Linked DNA regions of Mus musculus: region 1 is linked to region 2. A link is a contact called in public ChIA-PET data. All regions are on one chromosome and are shown on one strand. Each heading gives the region's core, a stretch centred on a gene start, on an enhancer-like site or on the middle of the called end of the contact. The rest is flanking DNA. Distances are from core to core; before and after follow the strand shown.

Region 1 (3,086 bases), core at 428-2,927, 150 kb after region 2:
ATGGGCATGTGTGGCTAAGGATCCAGAGGCCGCTCTGACTCACAGGCGAACTCACTTTGCATTATCTTCCATTACGTAATCAGTGGAGGAGTATCTTCTGACAGCCCAGATATGCACGCCATAGCTGGCTTGTCTGTATATGTCACGTGGAGCCGTGCAGACTAAAGCGCCAGCTCCCTCCGCTCATTTACACTTTTTACGCTCTTTACCAGTCTATGAGATTTTGATACAAAGGTCCACGTGTTCCCCAGGACTTGACAAAATGTGCCCACGAGAAAGACTAAAACTTTAAAGGGTAAGTAAGATCCAAAGAAATTGGGGTGTGGAGAGAGGGCGGACAGGAGACGGGGTTGGGGGGAGCAATACAATGAAGTAAATGGTAGCCTGACAGAAAACTACACAGAGAGAATGGAGTGGTCTAAGTCACGGTTCACATGACCAAACATCAAGTGGCCATCAAGAGAAGTCCAGGAATTCCTAGCCAGGAGGAAAGCACAGAGGAGGCCCCTAAGTGCTCAAAAGCATTTACCCATGGGGAGTAGGGCAGCAGGTTAGATTTCTTCAAAGGGCTGACGCATCTTATTGAATCATTTCCCTAGAGCTGACTCTTGACTAAATTACACTGCAATGAAAATGAGCAAGTTTGTGCATAATACTTTCCAACGTCTGCAATTACTTTAGGATAATTACAGAGGGCCAGTGAGATGGCTCAGTGGATAAAGGCGCTTGCCACCAGGCCCAAAGAACCAAGTTTGATTGCCAGGAACCATATGGTCTTAGGGTGAAAACTGATTCCTGCAAGCTGTCCTCAATGCTCCACCCGCGCCCATGGCACAAATGTGTAGGCCTGTGCACACATAATACACACACATACACACACACACACTCACGTGCGCACACTCACGCACACGGAAATACGTTTTAAAGATACATACATGTTAACAGTTTCAATTTAGTTTTAAAGCCATTTCTATACTAGCAAAGTTTGATTCTGACAATCTAGTCTAAAATAGATAAACTTACTTACAAAACTAGCCAAGTTTCAACACCCCAAAAATCTACAGACAGGCAAGTTTGAACTGAAACCTTTCTACTTCTCACAAAGTTTTCAAAGCTGCTTTCCAGTTATCAGAACCATATGCCAACAGAATTCTTTCTTTGTTTCTCGATTTAGTTTTGTGACATCACAGTACTGTGTTAGCAGCGACACTCTCTGGAAACAAACTGACATCATTAAATTCATCCCCATGAGTTCTCTGGGGCATAGGGATGCTCTAATTTTACCACTTCAAAGAGCAAAACCTCTCTCTCCTGATGGCTCTGGGGACTTTAATCTTATTTGCTTTGTCCCCAGCATCTGTAAAAAGCTGCCTTTGTCAAAAGTTCAGGATGCCTGCGTGCTCAAATGCGCGTGTGTGCTAGATTTCTGTTCCTGTGGGCCACCTGTCCCATTCTATACTTCTAAGTGAAAATCAAAATGTATTACTCTTATTACTGTTTGTTGTTGTCGCTGCTGTTGTTTTGAGACAGGGTTTTGGGTATACCAGGCTGGCCTGGAACTCGCTACGGCAGAGCTGACATGACCTTGAACTGCTGATCTTTCAGAAGCTGGGACTGCAGGAGAGATCACCATAGCAGAACCTTCCTCCAACACCTCTACCACTGTGTGGCTGTAAGAGAGTATTTTGGGTTGCAGAGCTTTTAAAAAAATAAACAAATGTAGTTCTAACCCTAGTGTTTCAAGTGAGAAAAATATTCCAATAAAACCTTTTTGCCCAAGAAAGTCTAACTAAAAACAAAACAGTCCTGATATCAGGAAATATCTCGTTTTGTCTTTTGTTGTTGCTGTTTTACATTTGTTTGTTTGCTTTTTTTTGAAACAGGGTTTCAGTCTGTAGTTCTGGCTGTCCTGGCACTTCCTGTGAAGACGAGGCTAACCTCAAGCTTGACTCAATTCTCCTTCCGCTGCCTTCTGCGCCACAGTTACAGCTGTGGGGCGCCACATTCAGTCATACTAGTTTTTTTTTTTTTTTTTTGTTCCACATTTATTTGTGGGTGTGTTCTCGAGTGCATGCCTGCATACGTGTGTGTGTGTGTGTGTGTGTGTGTGTGTGTGTGTGTGTGTGTGCCACATCATGAACACAGAGGCTGGACATGTGTGGAGGTCAGGGAAAGACTTTCAAGGGGTTGGTTCTCTATCCACTACAGGGGTCCTGGGGATCAAACTCAGGTTGTCAGGCTTGGTGGCCAAAGCCACCTCCTGCTGAGCCACCTCCTGCCCTGATTTGCTTTTGTTTTATTCTTTTGAGATAGGGCTCTCTCTCCTTAGCCCAGGCTGCCCTCAGACTCATGACAGTCCTCCTGACTCAATCTCTCCAAGTGCTGGAATACAGATATACGCCACCAAACATGGCTCACTGTGTCATATGTCATGAGACTCAACGAACATATGCTTAGTTCCTACTCTGTGCCAGGTACTAACTGGTTACAAACGTGTTTAGTCCCTACTATGCACCAGGTATTATACCAGTTACCAGGCACAATGTGAAAAGGCAGAAGCAAGCTCTTAGAGCTTTCTATCTTGGAGCAAAAAGGGCAAACAAACAGGGAACCTTTATGAAATGGGAACAGAAACAAAGGGAAGATTCTTCAGATCAGAGTGAAAGCAGATTTGAAATGCCTGTATCACTAGGCCAAGAAATATAAAGTTTCTGACTGAGTTGAGAAAGACAAAGGACCTAAAGAGATCTTAGGGTGATAGCTATCTCACCAGTGAACCAGGTCCTGATTAGATCCAAGGGCATCTTACTTCCTCTACAATAAACCCAAGGTCCTTAAGAAGGCTAACTAAATCCCAACAACAAGCCCTTAACCCTATGGTCCAGCAATATCTATGTTCAACATATTCTTGTTTTCTACTTTAACTATTGTGACAGTCTCAATGTAGCCCTGGCTGGCCCGGAACTTGCTATAGAGAACTGGCCCCAAGCTCACAGAGATCTGCCTGCCTCTCTCTACCTACCAAGGTCTAAAAGTATGGGTCACCATGTCTGGCCTACTTTAATGTTTCAAGATGTGTTGGTCAC
Region 2 (2,918 bases), core at 208-2,707:
GGCCAGCAGCCCTGCAGGCAGGGAAGGCACAGGCTGTATTCATTCACAATGTTGTAACTGTTGAAGGCTGGGCAGCTAGAGACAGTGAGGCCTGATGCTGGGGGTGGCTTCTTGGACTTTTGGGTTTGTGGGTGACTTGTGGAAGGGGTAGAAGGTGCCTAGCAGGTGGGAAAGGGAGGAATACTTTGCGGTGGTATCTGCTGGGCTGGCCCAATTCTAGCCTCTTCCCCACCAGGAATGGTACGTGGGTAACTTGTATTAATGAGGGAGATGGGGTGTTGATAGACCAGGAGGCATCAGAGATAGATCAACCAGTACAGTGCTTGCTGCACAGGCCTGAGGTCCTGGCTTCCATCCCTAGAACGGATAGGGGGGAGCAAAAAACAAACAAACAAACAAACACTGAGCATTGTGATGTGTGTCTGTTATCCCAGCGTAGGTTTCAGGCCAATAAGAAACACTGTTGTAGTAGTTGTTGTTATTGTTGTTGAAGGAGAGTGATGGACAGCGTCTAAGGAATGATACCTAATACCCAAGATCGACCTCCACAAGTACACACACACACACACACACACACACACACACACACACACACCACACACACACACACACACAATAGCCTACAGTTCTAGCATCCTGAAATCCACCGCCTGCTTTACAGTGTGTTGACTGTACTGATAGCTCATCGCGATGTTGCCCCTTTCTTCAACTGTCCAGCCAGGATGTTATTCCAGCTAATGTCTATCAGTCATTTTCTGTCAGTGAGATACCAGATGTGCATGAGTCAGGCCTCGTGAGCAGATGCCAGATGTGTCTGGCATTCCTGCAGAGCCCACTCCCGGAGAAGAATACCCAACCAGCAGTTCCTCGGGTGTAACAGAGACACCAGAGCTGATCTGATGGAAATACCCCAGGACCGTGGCTAGGAGCAGGTGCCTGGACCACCCACACTGACCGTACAGTCAGATGGCTAAGGTGGAGTCAAGGAGTTACAGTCACCAGACAACACAGGGAGTCAGCATTCAGGTTCAGTCAAGGCTTTGCTGCCTGGTTCTACTGCCAGCCCCTTTCCAGACAATCCTCCACAATGACGTTAAACAGGAAGTGAATTTCTACTTCCGTGGTGTTCACAAGACACAGGCATGGTGCCATATGTTTTTTTTCTGAGCCCTCAATCATCAAAGCAACCCCCAGAATGCACAACTATTGTCCCCATGGTACAGAATGGGGAACCAAGGCCTGAGGGCTCAAGATGCTCAGTCAAATGTTCAGTAAGGCGTGCTGAGTCTCTGGAGAGAGGCAGGAAGGAAACCACAAAGCCAAATTGTCCAGTCAGAAGCCAAGAGAACCTGCAGGGCCAAGCCATATTCTCCCACACACACACCTACCTGCCTCCCTAAAATACCACAGACAGCCCAGCCCTGGGGGGGAGTTGCCAGCCTCGAGGCTGAGAGAAGGGGCCCAGCTTCCTTCCTCCTGTCAGAAGTGACTTCCGATATCCCCAGAGTGTGTCAGTCAACAGGCACAGAGCCTGCCTGCCCCTCTGATTTCAGACTTCTGAAGGACCAGCCTCCTTGGTGTCGGAACCCTGTCCCTTCCTCACCCTTGTCCCTGTTCTGGGCCACCATTCATAGGAAGCCAGGCCAGCTTGGCAATGGTCCCATTCCTAAGCCTGAAGCCTTCTGCACCAGGCCCAAACCTCCCGGAGCCCAGAGACTGTGGGATGTAAATAAGGCCCCTCCAGCTACATCTGGCTTCCTGGAAAGGCGCCCCAACTCACGGAGCCCTGTGCAGAGCTCTTCCAACCTCTTCTGGTATCTTTGCCCTCCAGCATGGCATGACTCCTCCTCCTGTTTCCTGGGCTGACTCAGGTAGAAAGCTCCAGAGGAGTCCTCCCATGATCAAAGCTGTTTCATCAGAGCCGACTTCTCCTAAGACGAACAGCCTATCTGCTAATGCGTTGGTGCAGCTTCAGACTCTGGCTCCAAACCTCAGTAGGAGGATGGGCTGGGGCAGCAGATGTAGGCACCAGAGGAGCACACAGCAGCCTCTCCAGTCACCCAGAACCTGCACAATCCCTATACACCCCACATTATTGACATATACCTGCATCTATTCATACATGCATATGTGCATATATTACATTCACTCCTGAGTGTAAGCATACATTCATACATGCATGTGCGCACTGACTCGTATGCATTCATGCATTCTCACTTTAATTCAGACAAACCTTCGAGTGTCTCCTATGGGCCAAGAATTAGTAATGTATTAGAGGGAAAAAAAAGTGGAAGACACCTGCACCCTGGAATTAGCATGCTAGGAGGGAGAGAGGCCAGAGCGAGTCAGTGGTGTGTGACACGCATACAAGATGGTGGCTGTTGCAAGAGAGCAGCCAGGCAAGGGCTTGAGCCTCAAAACTTGCTCTTAATAAACTGACTGAGTACTTTTCGCAGGATGCTCACAGCCTGGCTGGTTCTTTTTCCCCAGGGGTCTTTAAGCTGTGCACCTAGGATGGGTGAACCAGAGGCTCCAAGAAGGTGTGTTACAGCCCTCAGATGCCAGGGAGAACACCAGCTGGTTACTCACAGACAACACCAGCCCCAGCAGGTTTAGTGAGACTCGACAAGGCTCACACCCAGGTTCCAGTGTGGTCCAGCCCTAGTATACATAGGACTCTAGGCCCTCTGAAGCTGTGGTTCCTACCCGGGCAGTACTAGGACCCTGGGACCACCGGCAACAGCCGGAGAAGGTATAGCAGACCTCTGGGATAGAAATAGGACCCAGCCTATCACCATGATACCTCTGGACTGCCAGGATTGAGTCCCCAGGTGGCTTAATCCAGAGGTGGGAGTCCCCAGGTGTGGCTTCTGACTCCAGGAGTCACACAAGTCAGTGTCTACCAGCACCTGAACTTA

Evidence for each region. ChIA-PET counts read pairs in DNA pulled down with a chosen protein or histone mark.
Region 1: a contact with region 2 is called in an RNA polymerase II ChIA-PET map of memory CD8 T cells, with 8 read pairs. The contact joins two enhancer-like sites. A contact is called at or near these places in 3 of 39 promoter capture datasets (the 3T3-L1 cell line and 3T3-L1-derived adipocytes), 1 of 484 Hi-C or Micro-C datasets (Th1 cells) and 3 of 115 datasets of contacts at active chromatin or transcription factors (double positive thymocytes, effector CD8 T cells and memory CD8 T cells).

The regions. Positions count from the first base shown.
Region 1 is chr10:83,328,509-83,331,594 of GRCm38.p6, forward strand. The region is part of intron 1 of Slc41a2 (solute carrier family 41, member 2); the gene reads right to left. Among named protein-coding and RNA genes, the nearest start is that of Slc41a2, 7.8 kb to the right of the region's middle. Within about 2 kb of position 1,678, at least 83 of the 459 cell types and tissues checked have an H3K27ac peak or open chromatin away from gene starts, as enhancers often do. A contact at or near this core is called in Th1 cells, double positive thymocytes, effector CD8 T cells and 1 more, where this site is marked.
Region 2 is chr10:83,182,969-83,185,886 of GRCm38.p6, forward strand. All of the region lies in intron 2 of Chst11 (carbohydrate sulfotransferase 11), which reads left to right. Among named protein-coding and RNA genes, the nearest start is that of Slc41a2, 150 kb to the right of the region's middle. Within about 2 kb of position 1,458, at least 150 of the 459 cell types and tissues checked have an H3K27ac peak or open chromatin away from gene starts, as enhancers often do. A contact at or near this core is called in Th1 cells, double positive thymocytes, effector CD8 T cells and 1 more, where this site is marked.